Regions from separate parts of the Salmo salar genome. Here region 1 is linked to region 2. A link is a contact called in public Hi-C data. All regions are on one chromosome and are shown on one strand. The core of a region is the stretch at or near the end of the contact, and the rest is flanking DNA. Distances in the headings are between cores, read along the strand shown. Region 1 holds the start of LOC106570700 (TLC domain-containing protein 4-B). Region 2 has its middle 24 kb from the start of LOC106578491.

Evidence for each region. Hi-C and Micro-C count contacts between places; a contact is called where the count stands out from the background.
Region 1: a contact with region 2 is called in a Hi-C map of gill, with 5 times the contacts expected there. The contact joins the promoter of LOC106570700 here to the enhancer-like site in region 2. A contact is called at or near these places in 2 of 3 Hi-C or Micro-C datasets (gill and muscle).

The regions. Positions count from the first base shown.
Region 1 is chrssa19:13,888,724-13,894,414 of Ssal_v3.1, forward strand. LOC106570700 (TLC domain-containing protein 4-B) reads left to right here and starts at 3,153. Exons shown (of 7, transcript XM_045702113.1): 1 at 3,153-3,421. LOC106578493 (a long non-coding RNA gene) reads right to left here and starts at 5,403. Exons shown (of 3, transcript XR_001322465.2): 1 at 4,591-5,403; 2 at 1,456-1,572.
Region 2 is chrssa19:13,845,948-13,851,680 of Ssal_v3.1, forward strand. No RefSeq gene overlaps it. Among protein-coding and RNA genes, the nearest start is that of LOC106578491, 24 kb to the right of the region's middle. Within about 2 kb of position 1,449, at least 3 of the 13 cell types and tissues checked have an H3K27ac peak or open chromatin away from gene starts, as enhancers often do. A contact at or near this core is called in gill, where this site is marked.

The DNA.
Region 1 (5,691 bases), core at 1,903-4,402, 44 kb after region 2:
GGAATTCAATAAGACACCTGATTGTAAGAAAGGTGTAAACCTGGCCTCTATAAGAACTGCTTCCAAATAAGAATACATTTCCTTGTCTGAAACCGGCCTTGGGAAAACACTACTTACATCAAAATACAGCCCAAATTTATTCTGGAATGCATTATGTAACCAAGTTTATTCTAGCAAAATAAAAGTATTAATACACCCCTTTGAGCACACTTCAAACCTCTCACTGTGAAGAAGCTGTCATCTTATTGGATTGTGCTGACACATCTGGGGAAGGAAACAGGGGGGGTGATGGGGTGTGTGTAGGAGTGTGATCTCAGAAAAATGCCCTTTTATGGCTAACACATGCTTAACAACCTTCCCCTCTCCTTACAGAGACCCCCACTCCCCCTCTCTTCCCACCTGCCCAGCACCCTGGCCTGACCCCACACTTCACTGTGATTCCTCCCCAGAATGTCTCCTGCCTCCACTGTGAAACCCCCCTGCTTCCTGCCACCACTCCCACACAGACATGCTCATGTTTTCAGCATTTTAGTTATTCTCAAGAATGGATCCTGTTAGTGCTGACACAAACACTATATGCTGGAAGGAGAGAGGGAGAGTGTTGAACAGAGTCGTAAAACTTTGTATGTACTGTACATCCCTACAGTATGAGGGTAATAAACTCACGCTCTGCACCACACCCCTTTTTTCCCTTCCTCCCTCTCTCCCACCATTCATCCCTGTTGTCCAGAGCAGAGCTGCAGTTAGGCTACAGTCAGCTGGCTGTGAGGAACCAGTCAGGTCCTGCCACATCCTGTGAACAAGGCCCTTCTCCCTCTGTCCGGCACCCAGCCCCCACCATTACACAACACACAGAGGGGGAGAGGAGACGGTAGAAGAGAGGAATGGAGGAGGGGTAGAGAGGGAGGAGAGAGAAAGTTGGAGGTCCCGGTTTTTCTGTTCAGTCCTGTAAAAACCTCCCACCCAACTCTATCTATTTTTCCCTTCCTCTTCTCCTCTCTCTCTTCTCTGTCACTCCCTCTTCCCCTTTCTGTCTCTTTCTCTCCCTCCCTCAATCTGAGAATGAGTCTGAGTTGAGTGAACTGGTTTCCTCTAAGAAATTGACCTAGACCACTGAAAGGCCCATGAATCATGAATATGTAATTAATCTTACAGTACAGGAAGAGATTTTACACACCAACTGGGAGGGACTTTTGACTGGAGAGAGGACTGAAAGCCAATAAAATGTTTAACATTGTAGATTAATGCTGGCAGACAAATGTTGATAGTGATGTGGTAGCAAAGGAATCTGAAAATTACAAGTTGGGAAAATGGTACTACAACCTGGTCCCAGATCTGGCGCGATTATATTCTATTATGAATAAAACTTCCATGTCTGATCTGAGAGTGAATACCTAGAGTACTATGTCAGACCTGATTAGGCTATATGATATATTATATTATGATTCAACCTACCATGTCTGGCCTGAATCGAAGAGAGAAGGAATACACCAGGGCGTTCAGAGTGGTGACCACAGAGGAACTCCAGGACTGACAGACCTCAAGGCTACGAGGGATCCTCTGGATGGTAAACTGATGGGGGAGGGAAGTGATGAAATGAGTAGGCTCAATTGATAGGACAAAGTAAGCTAAAATGATACAAGTTACAGCAGGGACAGGTACCACAAGCAATGCTGAATACACAGAGCTAAAGATACAGCCTCTCTATGGTAAGTATTGCTGGGAAATCTTTACACCGAATAAAGAAGGGGTCGTCTCCATCCGCTGGTGAGAATGGGAATTGCACTGAGATCTCATGTCAATGAGATCTAATTATTTATTATTTTTTATTGGTATACTTTTTTGTTTCTTTTTTGTTTCATTGGTTTTCAACCTTTTTTTAATTACTTTTTTTATTATGAACACAACAAATACAAAAATATATAAACAAGAGTACATAAACCTGTCAGGGGTATTACATATCGAGTACATTTTCAATTTGTCAAAAAGTTTTATGTTGCATATTGCTTTTTTGTTTTTACATTTACTGATCATTTCAAAAATAATATTTAAATTCTATCTTAAATAATGTGAAAAGGGGTTTGTTCTCTGCCCACTTAATTTTATGGATAAAGAATCTTCCATGAAAGATAAACAAATTAACAATGAAAGTTAAATCAGGGTCCATATCATTTGGTTCAAAATAAAACATAATATCAGAGTCTCAGATTAACATTAATAGTCGTTTCTTTTAAAATAAAATCTTCTAACCCACTCCAAAATCTTCTGACATAAGAACAGTCCCAAAATAAATGGTCAAGAGTTTCTAGGTCACAACCACAAAATACACATTTGTTATCAATAGCTATTTTAAATCTATGTATAATTCTATGAATGTAGATTCATAGAAGATTTTATGAATGAGTAGATTCTGTGAATGAATTTGTATGATACTTCTTTCACCTTATTAGATATGCAATATTTGCCAGCCAACAACAAGACTTTATTCCAGTTCACTTGTCCTAGGGCTGCATTCCAGTACATTTTAGCAGAGGGAATAGTAACATCTTGACACAGTGGTCTTATATGCACTTTATGACATTTACAGTTTAAAATGTCGATTCCTTCCAGTTGTATTGAGGCTACAAAATCCTCAACAGTTGCACTTGGAGAATTGTTATATTATCCTAAAAGAAGAATAGCACCTTTAGGGTCAGCTCAAACAACAATTTCATGTCAATGAGATTTAACAACATAGATGAGTGAATAGAACTGGATTTACAAAGATCACAGCAATGAACAACTTTGTTAGGTAAGCTATTGTAAAAATAAAGGCTTCATACTTCAATCAAAGTTTTGAGAAAACGCATCTTATTAAAGAAACTTTCCAAACACGGGTCTTTTGTAGACCCACTTTCTCTCTGCTTGAACCTCGTGTGAAAATAAAAGTTCTGCACATGCGCCATATGTGGACAAAAAAAGGAATAAATTGTGGGGGACCTATCGTGTGACTGTGTGAATCTCTACTGTAGCTGTAATTCGATACCCATAGGATAAAGCGCATTGGGAAGGTCGGCTCTTTTTACTGACTCGAATCTTTTCGACTCGTTCAGTCAAAATAAAGAATCTTTCGACTCATTTCGTTCATTTGAGTCAATAATGCCCAGAGCATGCAGGACCCCCTACCGGCGAACGATAGAATACAAACTCGAAAGAGTCATGATTCTACCAGCCTCTCGTTCACCACAGGGGTTAATGAACCTGTAATTTGTGACGGAGACTTGTAAACGTATGCTTTAAACGATGTTCATGTTTTAGACATACAAATAAGATAATTTCTTGATACATTTGAAACGAGGTCTAGTTGTGGCTGGAACCGGACAAGACTGTGAACGACTCTTGGCGGAATGCATTGCTTGACTGCGGTGAGGGTGATAAGTAGGTAAGACTCAATTCTTCCGCTGCTCTCTCCTTCGCCAAATACTTCTCACATTGCAGAGAAGAAACGTCCGTGGGCGTGGCGTAGCGTTTTATCGGAACAAGGAGTCTGGGTAACCAGGCAAGGTGATAACAAAGATTATGGAGATACTGACAAGATACCTGTCTCCGCCCTAACAATGGGAGTCGTTGTACACAAAGCGGTACGGTGGGCTGTCTAGCTCCCGTCTATACTTTCTTTATATTGGTGCATATATCTCATTGTTGAAACCCTTTTTTGAATATTCGATGAAGGTTGTTGACGTTAACCACCTGTATTCAATGGAGAGAGATGCTTTGCTACTAGCCTCGTTTCATGAATAGCCAGGGCCTGGGTTTAAACAAACATCTTCTCTTTTCAGGAAGAGAAAAGCTCAATTAATAGGGGCAGAATAGCAAAGTCAATTTTTTTTATCTCTTCGAATATTATAGGCTGCAGCTCAGCTTCAGGATGTCATAGAGAGGAATCAATATATCCCCATATGCATCGGAGTCACGTCTTTCGCAGGCATAGCTTGTTGCTACCATAAGGCATCACCGAGTTAAGCATTGTTATAGAACGCTTGATATCATTTGGATACGTTTCATTTATTTAAAGCAAACAGTAGATATCCTTTTTGCCATTTTCTTTAACAGCCAATTAGTCCAATACTGTCGCATGCACTGATTAAATACCTCCGTGTCTGGGAAGGGTTTGGTTTGTTTGGTTAAAACCAGGGCTCGATGGTTTTAACCAAACCCTTCCCAGACACGTATGTATTTAATCAGTGCATGCGACAGTATTGGACTATTTGGCTATACCGAAATCAACAACTGCCATAATTGTGTCTGTCAAACAGGTAGGCTTAACACGTATTTATTGGAATAGGAAGAAACAGGCTCAAATTATGTAATTCTATGATTATGCCAATAGACAATGTTGGTGCGTGCACATCTGCATCGGAGTTACAATCACTATGCAGCCAACTGCCTATAGTAGGAAACCGAGTTTCTTATGAACAATTTGTCACCTGTTATCACACATGGCATAATCCCACAATTGTTACTGTAACCTCGGGTGACGTCAACCGATTGAAACGCTATTAGCGCGCACCACCGCTAACTAACTAGCCATTTCACATTAGTTACACTCACCCCCCTTTTGACCTCCTCCTTTTCCCCAGCAACCAGTGATCCGGGTTAACAGCATCAATGTGGCGCATTGGCCGGGAATCGAACCCGGGCCTCCCGCGTGGCAGGCGAGAATTCTACCTCATTTCGTTGGAGCAGTGTAAAATAAGCTTTATGTCAATGATCCAGCCTTAACGATTTTCGTTTATTAACATATCGAATGTGAATTTTATTAACATATCGAATTTGTCCAACATCAGTTTCAGCATTTATTTATTTTGTCTCTAAAACGTGGCCTCTTTCCTCTTCTGTTTTTTCCCCCCAAAGTTACCGGGATGTCATGTGTCCTACTTATATCAATACACTTGTAACAACTTAAGTATTACGAAACTTATGTTCGATCAATTAAACCTCACGTAGCAAAAAAAGCCATTCATTTCTGTTGGCCAAATTCGACACTCATTGGACATCCATACAAAAACTCCTTGCTTGGTGGGAGAAACAACGAACAAACGCCACCTGCTGGCGGGAGACCCATTTTCCGCCAAATTGGGCCTCTCTCTTCCTCTTCCTCTCTGGTGATAAGAACAGTCGTTCGCGAAATGCAGCCCCTGGAACGATTCGTTCTAGAGTTTGAGTTTGTTGAGCAGAGGCTGTGTACGTTTTGGTTTTACAAAGCTTTGTCCATTGCAATATTCAATAATAAATTAATTGCAGTCATTCATGCGCCATGCGATCAATTGTCAATTCTAAACATGTATTTTTCCTGTCTAACTCATAGTCTATTTTTTTGCGCGCATATAACAGACAAGTGGTGGTCTTAGCACGTCTCTGCAATCGAACCAGTCACTTAGAAAAACGAATCATGACTCTCGAGTCAGTAAAAGAATCGTTAACAAAGAACGAATCATTCGCGAACTGAACATCACTACCCTACAGTAACCTCCCCCCTCACTTCCATAAACGACCATCAGTTATGCTACTCTGATGCATCCCACACCGCTGTCAATATGCGTGTTTTGTGGGGTGGATTTATCATCCATTGCATTGCAGTTTAGAATAATGGTCCGGCATCCTTTTGCTAGGTAGAAGCAGGCTATGAGTCAGAGAGCTATCCGTTTGAAC
Region 2 (5,733 bases), core at 199-2,698:
CAGTCAGTGGTAAGGCAAACTGCAGTAGCTTTTTGGACTCTTTCCCGCACTGAAGCCTGTGTGCTTTCGTAAAGTTGTGGAATACGTGATTTTGAAAGGGTTTTCCTGCTTGGAATTGTGTACATTGGATTTAGACTATTGATATGATTTCTAAAACCTCTGTCTTCCACGATCGAAAATGGCTGGAAATCGGTGGCAATCATTTTAGCCAATGCAATATCAATTTGGCCTTGTTTTTCTACAGACATATACATTGGCATAAACTGGTCCATAGAAGACTGCGTTGCTGTGGGTCGCGGAGTAGGCCTACTTGATTGAGTGGATACATCTCCACGTGTGGTCGTGCTGGCTCCACCACTATCACTAGTAGGCCCGCTAGCTTCTCGAAGCTCCGCTACAGCTAGCTTCACAGTGTCACAACTTCCACCGAAGTCGGTTCCTCTCCTTGTTCGGGCGGCATTCGGCGTCACCGGTTTTCTAGCCATCGTCGATCCACTTTTCATTTTCCATTTGTTTTGTCTTGTTTTCCTACACACCTGGTTCTCATTTCCCTCATTAAGTATTGTGTATTTAACCCTCTGTTCCCCCCATGTCTTTGTGTGGAATTGTTTGTTGTAAGTGCTTGTGCACATGTTTACTGGTGCGCGACGGGTTTTGTTATTCTTTATGCCGTTGGTTTTACAATTAAACTGCTCCGGCTATTACCTAGTTCTGCTCTCCTGCGTCTGACTTCCCTGCCACCAGTGATGCATCCCTTACACACAGTTGGGTGCACAGTTCAACATATGCCAGTGTAGGTTGTGTGTAGATGAGATTTTGTTTTGGCAAATTCTACACTGTGCTCTAACATTGTCTATATTATTAAAATGCATCCAAATGCTACTGTGCTTCCGACTCATTTTCCAGCTGTTGTATTCACAGCTGTAATTCCTCTCTCTCCTCGGCTGCTAAGTGTGTGACTGTGAGTGAGTTGGCTCGGCCCTCCTTCACGCATCTTTGGTTCATTGGTTGACACTACGTGTCTGATTGACAGGAACAACAGGTGAGGCTTAGTCTGAGCAGACAGTCAGAACGAATCTGTGTGCGCTTGAGCATTTAGGCCTATACTATTTTATATTTTTTCGTTCTTTGAATTAGTTAATTATATTCGTTTAAATCTTTTTATTAGTCATATCTTCATTTTTTATTTATTTTTATAAATAGATTCGGCTCTTCTGATATGCGAGCCAGCTCCCAACGTTCATCTTCAAGAGCCGGCTCTTAGAGCCGACTCGTTCTTCGCAAGCGACTACATAATACCGCAAACTGTTCGGACTTTCCAACCATTTTCATAAGAACAAGCGCTCTGACGATCATGCCTCATCTTGGAGAAACAACTTTAGCGCTGCACCCTTCCACCACAGCAAGCGGGAAAGCCCCTCCCTACCTTCAGGCTATGTTGAAACCCAACACCCCAACCCGAGCGTACTCTTCAAGGAGTATCGTTTGTTGGTAGTTTCTACAGTTTTGGCACTACAGATGCCAGCGGAAGGCAAATAGTAATACGTATGTCAGACTTTAGTAGTTCTAATAATAATGTATCTATGTATCATTTCCCACATATCCTAAGGTCACTAACATCACACAAAGTGTGAACCTGATTATGTTTACATTTGATGTGGAATCTAATACTGTGCACAGACAACATGGAATAGAGGTTATTAAATAAGAATGGAATGGTCTGTATATTCACACGGTTATAGTGGAGTTCTGAAAGCTTGCGAAAACGAAACTTTGTACCATCTGATTCTAGGCTCTCCAATTACTTGCACTTCAATGTCTACTCCACCAGATGGTTCCACCAGTACAGGATACACAGGCACTGATACTATGGTTGTAAGAGAAAGAAAGAGAGATAGAGAAAGTACCATTTTCCCATTGATATCTATTTTTAACCCAACTACTAGCCAGAGACACATGACATGATGCACTAGCATAGGACGGCTAACGCTAATAACATTAGTGACAGAGATGAGATGTTAGTCTTCAGAATACCAATAAAGTGACTAACTCAATCTCTAGCTCATCTGTTTGGCTGCCCAACGGTAGTGACTCTGACTCCTTAGGTCCTAGTCAGAAGGGCCTCACAAGTTTTCCATTGTCTAATCATCACCCAACCAAGCCCTTCCCACGAGCAATCCTGATCTCTGACTGGGTGACTGAGTGAGAGTCCTTGCCTTGGTGCTCTCTCCTTGGTGGTAGTAGCCTCTGCAGCAGCTACAGAGCTGTTGTTTGCTGTGTTTCTCTATTAGATTAGAGCCAGGAATGCTGTCTCCAGGTCAGTTTCAAAACACAGTCTGCTCTTTAACCACTGTGTTTGTTTTCTTTGCCCCACACTACGGTGTAACGCTCCATCATGCGACACCTCTGAGGTCAAGGATACCAGGCTACCTCATAACCTGGTAACCTCTGCGGTTAGAAAAATGTCTCGTTCATTAAGACCAGGTGCATTATAGTCTCGAAACCTGATCATAGGCAACAATGACTATAGGATCTGGTTTCAATGGTAGACTCTTTTGGCATAGAGGAGCTACGTCACTGCCTCCGTCACTACTTTATCCCCTTGAACAAAATACAAAATAGTAGCTAGCAAGATGGAGTTATTTTTAATGAGTGCATTTCACAAGTGGCTAGTTTGCATCCTACTTTCACTAAAACCTACAGTAAAGGTTTTGCCTGCAAACTTTGGTTTTGAATCACGACGTTCTGGCATGTCTGTCCCAGTGCCGCATGATTTTTGGGGAGAGGTGTCTGTCTGAAGAGGGTCCACCCCAATTTTTCCCCCTTATCAAAGTTGCCAAAAGAGACCTTATAGTCACTGTTGCCCAGGGTCGGGTTTTTGAGACTAAGTGCAGTAGGGAACGTATAATAACCAACCATTTGAATCATTTCCAGCTCTGCAAAGTTGTGTGTGTCATCTGGTTCATAGACAAACAACAGAAATGAATTGTAAATTAATTTCAGCTCTGGCATTTGGTAAGCTGGAGGTTGGGAGACATAATGTTGGGAGACAGAATGTTGGTGCGTGTGTGCATGCCTGCATAAATGTGTGTATCTGTGTGTGAGCGAGCGTGCGAGTGTGTGTGTGCATGCATGTGTGAGAGAGCTCAGGATTATGCAACCTAACCTACCAGAACCTTCTGACCAGAACTCATCAGCTGGTGGCATTGGGGCTGCTGGGGCACTGTGGCCAAATACATGTCCAACAAAATACATTTGAAAGGAACTGTTTTGCAGGGAACAGAACAGAACGCAGTCTGTGGAAAAGTGTCGAAGGAAAACGCAGGCAAGAGACTTAAGGGAGGGAGTGGGGACTGCATACTGCATAGGGTTCCTGGTGCAGTATTTTGGACATGATTTGGATATTGATGGCTTTTTACCTGGCCCAGACTCAATCAGTCCTGTGGTGGCCTCATCCAAATGGCAAAATGGATGGTTCTAGCACTGCAGAGAAGTCACTCTTACTGACTCTTTCAGTGTGCTCTCTCATGAAACCCTCTCAAATTCCTTACTGGTTAGTGATGCCTTACAATCAAAATGAAATGAATTGTATTGGTCACATACACATGTTTAGCAGATGTTATTGCGGGTGTAGCGAAATGCTTGTTCTTCGAGCTCCGACAATGCAGTAATATCTAACAAGTAATATCTAACTGTTTCACAACATATACCCAAAATACACGTACATCTAAGTAAGGAATGGATTAAGAATATAGATAAACTCAGCAAAAAAAGAAACGTCCTCTCAATGTCAGCTGCGTTTATTTTCAGCAAACTTAACATGTGTAAATATTTGTATGAACATAACAAGATTCAACAACTGAGACATAAACTGAACAAGTTCCACAGACATGTGACTAAGAGAAATGGAATAATGTGTCCCTGAACAAAGGGAGGAGGGGGGTCAAAATCAAAAGTAACAGTCGGTATCTGGTGTGGCCACCAGCTGCATTAAGTACTGCAGTGCATCTCCTCCTCATGGACTGCACCAGATTTGCCAGTTCTTGCTGTGAGATGTTACCCTACTCTTCCACAAGCACCTGCAAGTTCCCGGACATTTCTGGGGGGACTTGCCCTAGCCCTCACCCTCCGATCCAACAGGTCCCAGACGTGCTCAATGGGATTGAGATCTGGGCTCTTCGCTGGCCATGGCAGAACACTGACATTCCTGTCTTGCAGGAAATCACGCACAGAACGAGCAGTATGGCTGGTGGCATTGTCGTGCAGGAGGGTCATGTCAGGATGAGCCTGCAGGAAGGGTACCACATGAGGGAGGAGGATGTCTTCCCTGTAACGCACAGCGTTGAGATTGCCTGCAATGACAACAAGCTCAGTCCGATGATGCTGTGACACACCGCCCCAAACCATGACGAACCCTCCACCTCCAAATCAATCCCGCTCCAGAGTACAGGCCTCAGTGTAACGCTCATTCCTTCAACGATAAACGCGAATCCGACCATCACCCCTGGTGAGACAAAACCGCGACTCGTCAGTGAAGAGCATTTTTTGCCAGTCCTGTCTGGTCCAGCGACGGTGGGTTTGTGCCCATAGGCGACGTTATTGCCGGTGATGTCTGGTGAGGACCTGCCTTACAGCAGGCCTACAAGCCCTCAGTCCAGCCTTTTTTAGCCTATTGCGGACAGTCTGAGCACTGATGGAGGGATTGTGCGTTCCTGGTGTAACTCTGGCAGTTGTTGTTGCCATCCTGTACCTGTCCCGCAAGTGTGATGTTCTGATGTACCGATCCTGTGTAGGTGTTGTTACACGTGGTCTGCCACTGCGAGGACGATCAGCTGTCCATCCTGTCTCCCTGTAGCTCTGTCTTAGGCGTGTCACAGTATGGACATTGCAATTTATTGCCCTGGCCATATCTGCAGTCCTCATGACTCCTTGCAGCATGACTAATGCACATTCACGCAGATGAGGAGGGACCCTGGGCATCTTTCTTTTGATGTTTTTCAGAGTCAGTAGAAAAGCCTCTTTAGTGTCCTAAGTTTTCATAACTGTAACCTTAATTGCCTACCGTCTGTAAGCTGTTAGTGTCTTGACGACCGTTCCACAGGTGCATGTTCATTAATTGTTTAAGGTTAATTGAAAAAGCATGGGAAACAGTGTTTACACCCTTTACAATGAAGATCTGTGAAGTTATTTGGATTTTTATGAATTATCTTTGAAAGACAGGGTCCTGAAAAGGGGACTTTTTTGTTGTTGTTGCTGAGTTTACATATATGTCAAAGTGGCATTGGACTAAGATACAGTGGCATAGTATAGAATACAGTATATACATATGAGATGGGTGATGCAATATTTACACACAATTAAAGTGACTAAGATACCGTAGAATAGTATTGAGTACAGTTTATACATATGAGATGAGTAATTCAAGATACGGAGACGTTATTAAAGTGGCTAGTGTTTCATTTCCTTGAAGTGGCCAGTGATTCCTAATCTATGTGTCATGTTGGTATGAATGATTCGGGAGATCGGCGCTGGAATGCGTAATAGGGTTTTTTATACCCAAATTACAGCGTGCCGTGTAAAGGCACAGGGACGAAGACCAAACAAACACTATACAAAACACAGGGTTGAAACCCAAACAAAAGAGCGAGGAGTACCTCGAATAAATAACACAAGAGCACAATGATTAACACACGGGACGAGACCCATAATCATCTGCGCAATCCACAACGGCAC